Regions from separate parts of the Mus musculus genome. Here all the other regions are linked to region 2. The links are chromatin contacts, called in public HiChIP or PLAC-seq maps. All regions are on one chromosome and are shown on one strand. The core of a region is the stretch at or near the end of the contact, and the rest is flanking DNA. Distances in the headings are between cores, read along the strand shown.

Evidence for each region. HiChIP or PLAC-seq counts read pairs in DNA pulled down with a chosen protein or histone mark.
Region 1: a contact with region 2 is called in an H3K27ac HiChIP or PLAC-seq map of SST interneurons, with 9 times the contacts expected there. The contact joins the enhancer-like site here to the promoter of Tmem132b in region 2. A contact is called at or near these places in 4 of 484 Hi-C or Micro-C datasets (cerebral cortex, cortical neurons, embryonic fibroblasts and 1 more) and 2 of 115 datasets of contacts at active chromatin or transcription factors (SST interneurons and embryonic forebrain).
Region 3: an H3K4me3 HiChIP or PLAC-seq map of forebrain shows a contact between it and region 2, with 14 times the contacts expected there. The contact joins the promoter of Glt1d1 here to the promoter of Tmem132b in region 2. A contact is called at or near these places in 3 of 39 promoter capture datasets (embryonic stem cells, hippocampal neurons and pre-B cells), 1 of 484 Hi-C or Micro-C datasets (B cells) and 3 of 115 datasets of contacts at active chromatin or transcription factors (embryonic forebrain, embryonic stem cells and forebrain).

What each region holds. Positions count from the first base shown.
Region 1 is chr5:127,594,584-127,598,318 of GRCm38.p6, reverse strand. It overlaps Slc15a4 (solute carrier family 15, member 4), which reads left to right. Exons shown (of 8, transcript NM_133895.1): 8 at 1,547-2,653. The coding sequence ends at 1,695. Among named protein-coding and RNA genes, the nearest start is that of Slc15a4, 21 kb to the left of the region's middle. Within about 2 kb of position 1,563, at least 36 of the 459 cell types and tissues checked have an H3K27ac peak or open chromatin away from gene starts, as enhancers often do. A contact at or near this core is called in SST interneurons and cerebral cortex, where this site is marked.
Region 2 is chr5:125,531,101-125,535,299 of GRCm38.p6, reverse strand. Tmem132b (transmembrane protein 132B) reads right to left here and starts at 2,882. Exons shown (of 9, transcript NM_001190352.1): 1 at 2,610-2,882. The coding sequence starts at 2,670.
Region 3 is chr5:127,630,093-127,633,813 of GRCm38.p6, reverse strand. It overlaps Glt1d1 (glycosyltransferase 1 domain containing 1), which reads right to left and starts at 1,552. Exons shown (of 12, transcript NM_177005.4): 1 at 1,463-1,552. The coding sequence starts at 1,530. It also overlaps a transcript of Slc15a4 not described here.

The DNA of each region.
Region 1 (3,735 bases), core at 314-2,813, 2.1 Mb before region 2:
CACATAAGATTATACCACTGGTACCTTTTCACAGTTGCAGACAGGTTCTGGAAGATGGCTGTGTCACTGACCACGAGGGAGCAGGACAGAGCAAGGGCAAAGCTGTTTTCCATTTCCTGACTGAATCAGTCTTTTGTCTGTGAGGTTCAGGATAACAGGACTCTTCCCCTTTGGGGCAGACTTAGAGGTTTTGTCCTTCTCTGTGGATCATGTGTCTGTGCTTGTTGGGACCCTGTGTTGTGCTTGCCCGTGTTGCTTGATAGACATTTGATACTCAGAGCATCTGCTCAGGTAGTAAAGGGTGTTTAAAATAACCCAGCATAAAAGGACATTAGGAGGAACAAGTCTTACCTTCTCAGTAGAGACTGGAACATGCTTTTGAAGTGTCAGAAAGTGCAACAACCTCCAGCCACAGCATGAGCTGTGCGCCAGTTCCCTTTTGTATGATGAGTCACCTGGAGTATAGCTGACGTGCTCCTCGGCAGCCCCTGAGAGCTATGAATGAGACCTGTGGAGACTCATTATGGGGACAGGAGGCACCCTCAGTGCTCCTTTCATGCTGTGCCCAGCTGTCATCCTGCCACCGGCATGTATGTTGGTCCTGGATCTTTGTAGTAGTCCTGGAGCGGTGGTTTACAGAAGTGATAGTGTGAGGTGGGCAGCATTACAGCTAAAGCTGCTTTACACAGGCCCAAGTCCTCACAGGCGCAGAGTCACAGTGGAGACCACAGGCTCCAACCTTGCGACCTGGCTGTGGGAGCTCCACAGTCTATGGCCCTGACCTGCACCTGCCTCCTTCCTCTGGAGTTTGGGTGCTATAAAAGCTGTGACACTACTTTTATGGTGAGACCAAGGTGTGTGCATTATAACAGGGAGGGCTGCCTATATAGATATGCAAAACTCGAAAGATGCTAAGGAAAAGCATCTAGCTTACTCTAGAGCAGTAGTTCTCAACCTGTGGGGTGACCTTTAGGGTCACATGTCAGAGATTTACATTATGATCCATAACAGCAAAATTATAGTTATGAAATAGCAATGAAAATGATTTTATAGTTGGGGTTGCAGCATTAGGAAGGCTGAGAATCACCGCTTTGGTGGGACGATATCTCCTCATGCTACCTGTCATGTGGGAAGGCCCACAAATTGGGGACCGTGCTAGATACAGTCAGTCCCCTGCAGCATTGCTGAGAGGAATGTGGTGTGGGCTTTATTCATCCTCAGAAGTGTCACTCAGTGCTAAGTGTAGGCAGTGATAGGAGAGCGCCTCAGAGAGAGGCAGGAAGCAGCACAGGAAGCTTCTCTCATGTCTGTGTGGAGGAGAAAATGCAAGTCAGGAGCATCGCTGAGAGGCCTGAGGTGACACCCAGCCTCACAAGCCTTCCTCCGAGTCAGAGCTAGGGCTGGGACACCTGCCTTCTCACCTTCCTCCCACCAAGGATGGGAGAGGCCGGTGGCTAGTGCCCATTGCCCTCTCAGGTGGCCAAGAGCCAGTGAGAAGGTGCCCTGTCTGTGGAGTGCTCACCAGGAGGTGTCTGCTCGCTCCTAGGGAACATCAACAGCTGCCACCTGCATTACTACTTCTTCCTGCTGGCCGCCATCCAGGGAGCTACGCTGCTGCTCTTCCTCATTGTGTCTGTGAAGTACGACCGCCAGCGAGCCAGGACAGATGGGGGGCCAGCCAGCACGAGGACCTGATGCAGCCAGCCAGCATGCTCACAGGTTCTGCAGACTCTAAGGCCTCAGGGCTTGCTAACTACCAGGGCACTGCCAGCAAGCAGACTGAGGCTAGATTGTTGGTGTCCCAACTTCTGAACTTGCATGTTGTCTGGACTGGCTTCTCCCTCCCTATGCCCGGATGATGGTGGTGAGTGCCTTACTATGGCCCGTCTCATGTGCACTGGGCCTGCCAGGAGATGAGGATGTGGCTTCTCTCACTGAAGGTCTCTGCCAGTCCTGAGCCAGCCATGCTCTCCTGGGCAGCCACCGTTCTGCTGCTGCCATCCTTATTCCTTACAAATATTGTTACTTCCTCATAGCATCTCCTTTACGATTAGCAAGCACTTCCATCAAGGCATAGGAGGATTCTCTTTAGAGGTGAAAGTGTGGTTGATGTCAAGAGAGCCCTAGGAGCTGTGTCTACTCCATCATGGACTCTTGTCACAGGCCTGGCTGATGCCAAGGCCTTTGTGGGTCAGTCATGTAGGCTCATCTGCTCAGAAAGTAGGTTTTGTTGACTGAGATAAAGAAGTTTTTATTAGACTAGGCTGGCCTCAAACTTGGGGCTGCCTCATGTCTGCTTCTCAAGTGCTGAGATCTCAGATGTCTGTCACTATGGTCAGCAGGACTTAGGTCATGAACAACTGATCTGCTTTAAGCACATGTGTCCGTGGTGATTGAGGACACCATGTCCTCACTGAAACCAGACAGCAGCTGGCAGGAGATTGGCAGTTACACCACGCAGATCTTTTCTGAGAACTTGACTTTGTGTAGCAGTAAGGATGGAGGCAGGTGGTGAGTGGGGAAAACATGGGAGCTGCTGGGCTATTGGCCCAGCTTTGTACCGTTACTGACATCTGGGGTTCTGAGTTTGTCAACTGAACTGTTGTGTGTGTTGCTGTGTTTTGTATAATTTTATAAAAGCTTCTCAGACTGACACCAAGAGCTTCCTGATGGTTTCTCCATACTCTGCATCAGTTCAGCATCCCCTACAGCTGCTGCCTGCTCAGCCTTGTATTCCTTTGGCCCAGTGTTAGAGCCACAGTGTTCAAGTCCACTTCTGCCAGAAACCTGACTCTGCCTCTCTCACACACCAGGAAGAAAGAAGCTTCAGGATAAAAACCATCCACTGTGCCCCTTGTTCTTGGCTTTGGGGCGGGTTGGGGGGGATAGTTCTGCAGAGGTTTGCCCATATCTTAAAGAAGAAGCTGGATGCTGAAGTCATTAATCTGCTGTCACGACGTAGACTTTCCTGGGTTGGTGAGAAGGCCTAGCAGGTAAAGGTGCCTGTCCCCAAGCCTGAGGCTGGCAGACATGGAGGGAAGGAACCAGTTGTCCTGACCTCTACATTACACCATTATGATGTGCAACCTTCCACCCCAAGTAAAACATATTCTAAAAGTAGGTTTTCTTCACAGGAATTTCTGTATTTGCATGAGAGAAGGACCTCTGCCACCCCTTAGTGTGCTGTGGACACACAGGGTGTGTGCTGGTCATAGGCATTTCTGCTTTGATAGCCCAGGGAGCACCCTAAGTGAGACAAGAATGGCAGCTGGGCAAGAGACTCTGGTGTGATGAAAAGGACCTGTGGGAACTGTCTCGAAGGTCCTGGGGCTGAGTGTGGCGAGAGCATCCATCATCCTAATGAGACTACATAGTGGGGTTGGCTTCAGTACCAGCCATGCTCAGTGAGTGGCACCTCCACCTGGAGAAATGCAGCAGCTATTGGTGGAAGTTCACTCTACTCATGTCTCCATAGCACCCACAGGATGGTACCTGGTACTGAGCAGACTGAATGGCTTTCTCTTGCCATGTCTTCCATGTCTGTTGGGGTTCCTTTAGATGCCCACATTTGAGAATGATCTTGCATGTTAGTCAAACCTGGGAAAGACTGGTGGGTACCAGATTCACCTCCAGTCTGTGTTGTGGGAGATCTATTTGTGGCTGAGCTGGTGTTAGTCCTAAAGCCTTGACATTAGCATCTGAACAGACAGACCATAGGCAGTCACTCTGATCTAC
Region 2 (4,199 bases), core at 1,633-4,132:
GGCAACCGCCCCCGCTCTTTGTTGGCTCCAGTCACTAAAGCGGAGCTCCTGAGGAAACCCCCCACATCTCCCGGTTCTGGCCATTGGCTGTAGGAGGGGTGCCAGATGATTTACTCTGGGAAGGTCCCCAGTGCCATTAAATCACTGGAGGCTGCGACGGAATTTGCATTTTTTCCCCACACCATGGGGCCACCCCTTCCCAAGGCGTGGTGTAATGAGGAACAAATAGACTACTACACGGGGCCAAGCAGGACTAAGCCCTGTGACTTGCAAGGCAACAGCGCCGTCCCTACGATTTGCAAACTTGTCACTAGCAAGGCTGGGGGCGAGGGAGGGGCTCGGGTGGAGGAAGGTGGAGAACCCTATCTACCCCATTCCACAGACACCCTCTCCAAACAAAAGCATCAAGGGTCAACAAAGCAAGGCTTGTCAATTTCCCCCAGGGGACAGTGGTCTGTCTCTGCATCACTAACTTCCAAAGCCACAGCATGAACAAACACGGTTTGAATGATGGGGCCCCCTAGTCGCTAAGCCGGAGGATTGGTGCTGACTCCAACCAAGTGCAATTCCGTATGCTTCAGCCCTCACGAAGCTCCAAGAAGTCCGCCCACCGCTCTCCTTCCCGGGGTAGCTGCCCACGCAGGAAGAGGGCACAGGCAACAGAACGTGTGCTATAGGAGCGCCTCCGTACAGCTGAACTCTTCAAGCCCCACTTCCAGGGTCTCAGCCACTCAATCTAAGGTTGGTCCAGAAACGATCTAGAAAATGCAGCCAGTTCTAGATGAAGCTGGTTAACTCCCAACCAACCAACCAACCAAGTGTAGGCAGCTCTTTCAGAAACATCACCCTTGTTTTGGAGCTAAATATAGGCTTAGCAAACTGTGTTTCTCTTTATGTCCCTGGTGGGAACCGATGGAAGGCATGGGCAACCGAGGACCCAAAGTATGGCAAGCTATGCAGCCGAGAGCTGCACTGACACCTCCTAGGAGGGCCGGGAATGAGTTCCCAGGGGTGGCACATCCTCTCTTCTACCACAAGCCTCCCAGAGCCATCCACGCACAGGCTCTTCTGTAGCTGGGTGGGGCTGGACAGGGTGAGGGGACTCGTTCTGGCACAAGGCAAGAAACAGGCAGCTTCCTCCTTCAAGGTTGCCCAGGATGGCTTTTTGAACACAGCCAGGCGAACGCTGACCCCCGTGGAGAGAGAAAATAGCCACAACACTGTAATTTGCAAGTCCGAGGGACTGTGCACTTTGGCAACCGCGTCTCAGAGCTTCCGCTCTGAGGAAATGGCCTGGACCCCCGTCAGTGCCCCTCTCCAACCCACAGGGGAGTTCCAAGAGCAAGCAGCTCGAGGTTGCTCATTAACGGCGCCAAGGAAGAGCCCTCCACTTGAGGACCAGAGCCATCCTCCAGTGGTGCAAACAAAGCCCAAGGCTGGCCACCATCTCTCCAAGGGGAAAGTCTTAGTAAATATTTGGGGTCACTTGAGGTCATCTAGAAGGAAGGCAATATTTACTTTTGCCTATGCACAGTCATCCTTCCAAACAAGTTGGCATCCAGGTTTACTCCTAAGTGCGACCTCACCCAGGCAGTCGGAGCCGCAAAGTTGAGGGTGCATTTTTCCTTCCGCGTTCTGGGTATCTGTACGGTCGGTTTTTGTTTTAAGGAATGGGAAGCGAAGCTCTCAGTCTAAAGCTACCTGCTCCCAAAACGTGGGCTTTAAAGGTCTGGAGAACACAGCCCTCATACGCACATGAACAGGGCTCGTGACTGTCGCTTCTTCCCAGCCTTTGGGATTGTCTCTACTTGCCTGGGGTGGGGGAGGGGGGTACTGTCATTTTAGGATAAGCTTCCTCTACAACCAACACGTAGCAACACCGAGGTGGCTGAACCTAGCCAACTCCATCCCAGGCTGCAAACAGCATATAACTGGCTATTCTGACTTCCCCCATTCGCGGGGTTTAGGCGACAGCTGCGCAGGTGCCAGTCTGGAGCCAGACTCCCGGATCCCGGGGCGAGGGCTCTGAACACCTTCACGTTAGACATCACTAGGTGCCTGAGCGGACCACGCTCCCGGGTCCTGCTAGACCACGTATGGGTCAGGGTGCTGGGACGACCCGCGCTTCCAGAGGGTGAGCGGCAGGGTCACCTGGCTGCCTGCGGAAGCTACTTTGGGAGACAGCGGGAGCCACTTGGGGGAGCGGGTAGCTTTGGGAGGCTGGAAACAGAGGGGCAACCAGGCGCGGGAAGGACTGCAGCCAAGCCAGACATGGCCAGCCCAGACGACCTCCAGGCCCCGCAGGTGTCCAGACAACAGGACAGCAATCCACGGACGCTGGGCCACTACATCTCCAGCAGACCCCGGGGCCCGGGTGCCAGGCAGCGTAAGGAGGGGTATTTCAGGGAGCCCTGCCTGTGGCTCCCGGAGCCCCAAAAGGATCCAAAGGGCAGCTGGGACTGGAGAGGAGGCAAAGGGGACGCGCGCGGGGTTTGGGCCGCCCGGGGCTCCCCAGACCCGCCAAGAGCAGGAGGCGGCGGCCGCCCGGGACTTGGGACCCAGGCAGCAACTTTGCGCGCGGGGTCGGGGAGGGGACGCGGCCGCGTTACCTGCGCAGCGGAGCGCGCTCAGCGCCAGCAGCAGCCCGAGCGACGCGGCCGGGGCCCGCATGGTCCTCCCGGGAGCCGGCGCCGGGCTCCGCTCGCTCCTGCGCCGCCGCCTCCCGCACCTCTCAGCTCCGCGCTCGGCCGCCGGCTGCAGACGGCGCCCGGGCTCAGCGCGCGCCCGCCCTGCACTTGGCCGGAGTTGCGCGGCCCCCGCCGGCGCCGCGGCTCCTGCGCCCCAGCGCGCGTCCCATCCCGCCGCCGCCTCGGCCAGCGCCAGCTGCCGGCCGCCCCTCCAGCCAGCGCGAGAGTGAGCGAGCCGAGCAGGGAGGAGGGGAGGGAGGAGGGAGGAGGAGGGGAGCAGCCAGGAGGGAGGAGGAGGGAGGAGGACAGGAAAGGAGGAGGAGGAGGGAGAAGGGGAAGGGAGGAGGAAGGAGGAGGGAGAGGAGGAGGAGGAATGGGGCTAGAAGAAGAGGGAGGAGGATGGAGTTAGGGAAGGAAGGAGATGAAAGGAGGAAAGGAAGGGGAGAAGAAGAGGAATAGGGAAGAGAGGAAGAGAGAGGAGGAACATACCCAGAGATGTTAAAGAATAGAAAAAGAGGAGGCAGGGAGGTGTCCTCCCCCCCCCCCAGTCCCCTCCCCTCCTCCGGGCCAAGACACCAGGCGGCCACCCAGCGGTTAAGCGTCAGGATGTGTCACTCACTCCCAGGGGAGAGCACAGGGCCGCCAAGGCCTGTGGAGACCCGAATAGGTAGTCGGGCAGGGACAGAGAGAGCGTTTAGAGTGCGGAGCGGGTTCCCAGGGAGTGTTGGGAGGGAGCGCAACGCTGGGCGTCCCCGGGGTTGAGAAGGCAAGCAAGCTACCGGAGAGGCCCGCAGAGGAGGCATCTGTGAGGGATAGATTGCTGCGCGCAGACTAGGGCACGTGATAGATGTGGTGTGGCCTGAGAGCCCGCAAGAGTATCTACCAGCCTCAGGCAGATCAGAGCGCTCTTTCTGTGCTAAGGAGTGGGGAGAGGAGGCACGGCTCCGCCACCAAGGCAGGTCGTCCGATATGTCCACGAAGTGGGCCAGGCTTCAGCCCGGCGTGGGAAGAGAGTCCCAGCTTACAGGGACCAAGAAACTACAGTCCCTTTGAATGCACAGCCTAGTCCAGGCGACAGGTTGAAACAGGGAAGCTCCGAGGTGCTTCTCTGAGAGGCCCTGGAAGTTCCCTTCACCAGGCTGCAAAGCCAGACAGAGGCTGTGGTGTCTAAACACCTGAATTAGAGTCTGGGTTCTGCTCAACCTGCCACCAGTTTCTGGTGTCCTGGCTTGGCGTAGAAAAATGGGTCAGAAGCCGGGAGTGGTGGCGCACGCCTTTAATCCGAGCCCTCGGGAGGCAGAGGCAGGCGGATTTCTGAGTTCGTGGCCAGCCTGCTCTACAAAGTGAGTTCCAGGACAGCCAGGGCTATACAGAGAAACCTTGTCTCGAAAAACCAAAAAAAAAAAAAAAAAAAAAAAAAGAAAAAGAAAAAGAAAAAGAAAAAGAAAGAGAGAGAGAGAAAGAAAGAAAGAAAGAAAGAAAGAAAGAAAGAAAGAAAGAAAGAAAGAAAGA
Region 3 (3,721 bases), core at 303-2,802, 2.1 Mb before region 2:
TTTAAATGGTAATCGCAAATACAATCTCTTCCTCTTACCATGTGCACAAGACAGCTGGATAACTGTCTCGCCAACCTTCTGTTTCTTGAACAGCTTAAGTTAACATTGGCCTCGGGACCTGTGGGTGCTTTCCCTCTGATCTTAGCTTACAAGCTACTTCTGCCGAGAGCCCAGCCTGGACCTTATCACTTGAAGGAGCCCCTCCAACGCAAAGGTTATATTGTTTTGGTATTGCTTTGCTTTGGAGATAGGCTCTCAAGTAGCTGGAAGTTGACAGTAGCAGAGGATGCCCTTGAACTTCTAATGGTCCTGCCTTCAGCTCCCAAAGGCTGGGGTTATCAGCATGTGGTCATGTACAACCGCACCTCCTGGGTTTATGCACTGCTGGGAACGGAACCCAGGGATTCACCTATGCTTGCCTGGCACTCTATCAAATTGGCCACACCCCAGCATGGTTTTATTTGCTCCATGGTCCCAATCGCCCTGGAATGATTTACCCCTGTGTTTACTCTCCTTGTAAATGACTTGCACTTTTCTACTGGAAAGAGCTCAGTCCACAGAGAGCCCGAAGAGTGACTGAATTAGAGGGAGGGGAATCTCACACAATCACAACACTATCACCACTCCGGGGAAACTTCAGGTATGCATCTGCCCGCCTTTGGTTGTTCACTGTGATCTTGAGAGGAACTGTAACATTTTTTTTAGCTTGAAGACTCAACGGCTCTTTCCCATGATGAGGAAACATACCCACTGGGGGCGGGGGGGGGGGGGGAGCCATTGGGAAATGTCTTGAAGCAAGTGGAAGGGGAGGGAGAGAGCGCGCGCGGGGGGCGGGGGGGAGCGAGCAAGTGAGCACGGGCACGTAAGTGTCTGCTTTTCCAATGATTCAGACCAGCCCGGTTTGATCCAGGCAACCAGATGGCCAGAGGTGAATGGACCCGCCTTCCCTGCCTTGTCCTGGCTCCAGGCTTCCGTCCCAGGTAAACATACAAAGCAAAAAGAGGCCTAATTAAATAAAATAAGCTGAGCGTTCAGAAGAGAACCAGGTAGGAAGTGCGGGCGCGGGGGAGGGAATGGCAGCAGCCACGGAACTCGGACCCTGAATCTCCGCACGTGCTGGAGCATCCGATGCACCGGGACTCTGCGTCTTTCCAGCCACGTGGGTCCCCGCTTCTCATCCCAGGCCACTCTGCCCAAAGCTCAAGTCTGCAGCGAGGCCTTTGCTGAGCCTCTGGTTTCCCCCACCACCACCCCGCGTCCCAGCGCTGGCCCAGGCGGCCTCTTTGCGGCATCCTAGGGCACTCACAATAGCCAGACAGGGCAGCAGGCAGCTGGAATCAGAGCTGCAGCCCCTCGCGCCCGCACCTGCGCCTACAACCCGGCCGTTTGTGCACGCGCGGCTCCGGCGCCCGGCCCAGTCCGGCATCCCCACGCGAGGGATGCTCAGGTCCCCGCAACATACCGTAGGCGCCCAGCTGTGACCGCGTTGCCAGTGTGAGGCCTCAGTACTGCCAGGAACAGGAGCCGCATGTCGTCGCTACCGCCAAGAACTGGGCCACCAGGCCCGGGCGGAGGGGTAGGGGTGGATTCGGTCCCGCCTGCTGTTCCAAGGCGGAGCCCGCAGGTTCAGGGGTAGGGAGGGGAGGGGAGGAGGGAGGGAAGGCAGGGAGGGCAGGGGAGGGGACACGAAGGGAAGGGAAGGGAGAAGGGAGATCTGGGGGCCCCGAGGGGACCTGAGGAGACTAGCGGGTGGGGGTGGGGGTGGGGGTCACGAGACCAGGTGTCAGACAGCCACGAGCTCAGAAAGATGGGAGGTGGGGGGAGGTTGTCCACTCTTCAGGCACCAAGAACATAGGTTGTCCTGTGACTTCCCCTCGTAAAGATCATGAGTTGGGCTCCTACATGCAACATAGTGGCTGATACAGAGACTGCTCCCCCAGAGACTAGGACCAGGTGAGGTGTAGGTACAAGACCACATGTGGAGAGGGGACTTGAGCTTCACTTTGCATTGAGAGGACCCTAGACCCTAAGGATGCCCTGGACTCTATGTATGTAGGCAGTCCGTCCTTTTGTAGACTCTGGCTTCCCCAAACTAAGTTCTGTGAACTTCCAGAGAAAGAGTATGGAGAACCAAAATAGAGAAGGCTGTTATGGAGCTGGCTGGGTTCAGGGATGTAGGTTTGCAATTCCAGGAATACAGAGACTGAGGCAGGAGGATTGCTGTAAGTTGAAGACCAGCCACAAGATTCTGAGGAAAGGAGGGGAAGTGGGGGGGGGGGGGCACCCAGCAGCCCTGGATTTCTTGCTTGCTAGACTCTTCTTCCAAGCGTTAAGCCACATCCACATCCGCAGCCTCAGGCAGTTTTTGAGGAGTGTGGTGTAAGGCTAGGAAGTCAGGTTTGTGCAGAGCCCAGGGCTCAGAGCCTCCTGCACTAAATACACCTGAGCAGGAAGGGTGGGAAGAGACAGTCTTGTGACAGCGTGACATTTGGGTGAATTCATGGCGTTTTACAAAGACATGTGCATTATTTAAAGCCCATCAATATTATAGAACCAATATTCTAAGCATAGCCCCGGAAATTAATCTCTTCCCATCCCTGAAAACTCCCTAACAACTTCAAAGAAGAAAGAGTAGGTGCCTGGGTCCCTTGAGTAGCCTTCTCCCAGTCCAGCTTCGTAACACACTGGTCTCTGATTGTCAATGGACAAAGCCTGCCTCTGCAGGGGAACACTGGACCCACTCTCCTACCTATTCACAGGGGGGAAGCAAGGGAAGGTTGGTTGGTTTGTTTGATTGTTTGATTGTTTTTTTTTAATCATATAATTACCTGATTCTTCCTTCTCTCCACAGAAAAGACTAATAGGACTTGCTCTTTTCTTTTCTTTTCTTTTCTTTTCTTTTCTTTTCTTTTCTTTTCTTTTCTTTTCTTTTCTTTTCTTTTCTTCCTTCCTTTCTTTCTTTCTTTCTTTCTTTCTTTCTTTCTTTCTTTCTTTCTTTCAAGTTTTATTTTTGAGTGTGTGCATGCGCGCGTGCATGTGCATCTGTTTAGGTGCCTGTGGAGGCTAGAAGAGGTTATTGGATCCTATAGAGCTGGAGTTACGAGTGGTTGTGAGCTGTCTGATGTGGTTCTGGGATTCAAACCCACATCCTCAGTAGGAACGGCTCCCTTCTGCTCCAGCCCCCCAGAATTTATTTTTGAATCTGGAGATGTCTTCCAGGCGTCTTTTGACTGCCATAGCTCAACCCATCACATTCACATTCCGGAAGGAAGGAGAGAAGGAAGGAAAAATGATGCCCTCAGAGTAGCACATCTCATTTTTCAGGCATACTTCTGGAAATTCACCGGGACCCTTGATGGTGTTCTTTTAATGACGACGTGAGTGCTTTGAGGTTGCAAGGAAGCTGGCCAAAAGATGAGTGTGTGGTGCACACTGTCACCCTCGGCAAAGCTTGTTTATCAGAAAAATGGGAGGGGAGGTCTGAGGTCACCTCTGCGATCTAATCTGTCTACAGAGGAACAAAAGAAAATGTATAATGATCTCTGTTGGTGCAAGCTACGTATGGTGACACACACTTATAAACCCACCTGCTGGTCAAGACACTAAAGCAGGAGAGTAGAAAGTTCAAGGCCAGCATAGGTAACTTGCTGAAACTCTTGTCATTTTGAGTTTAGTTTGGTTTGGTTGAGACAGGGTATCACTATGTAGGACTTCTGTCTTG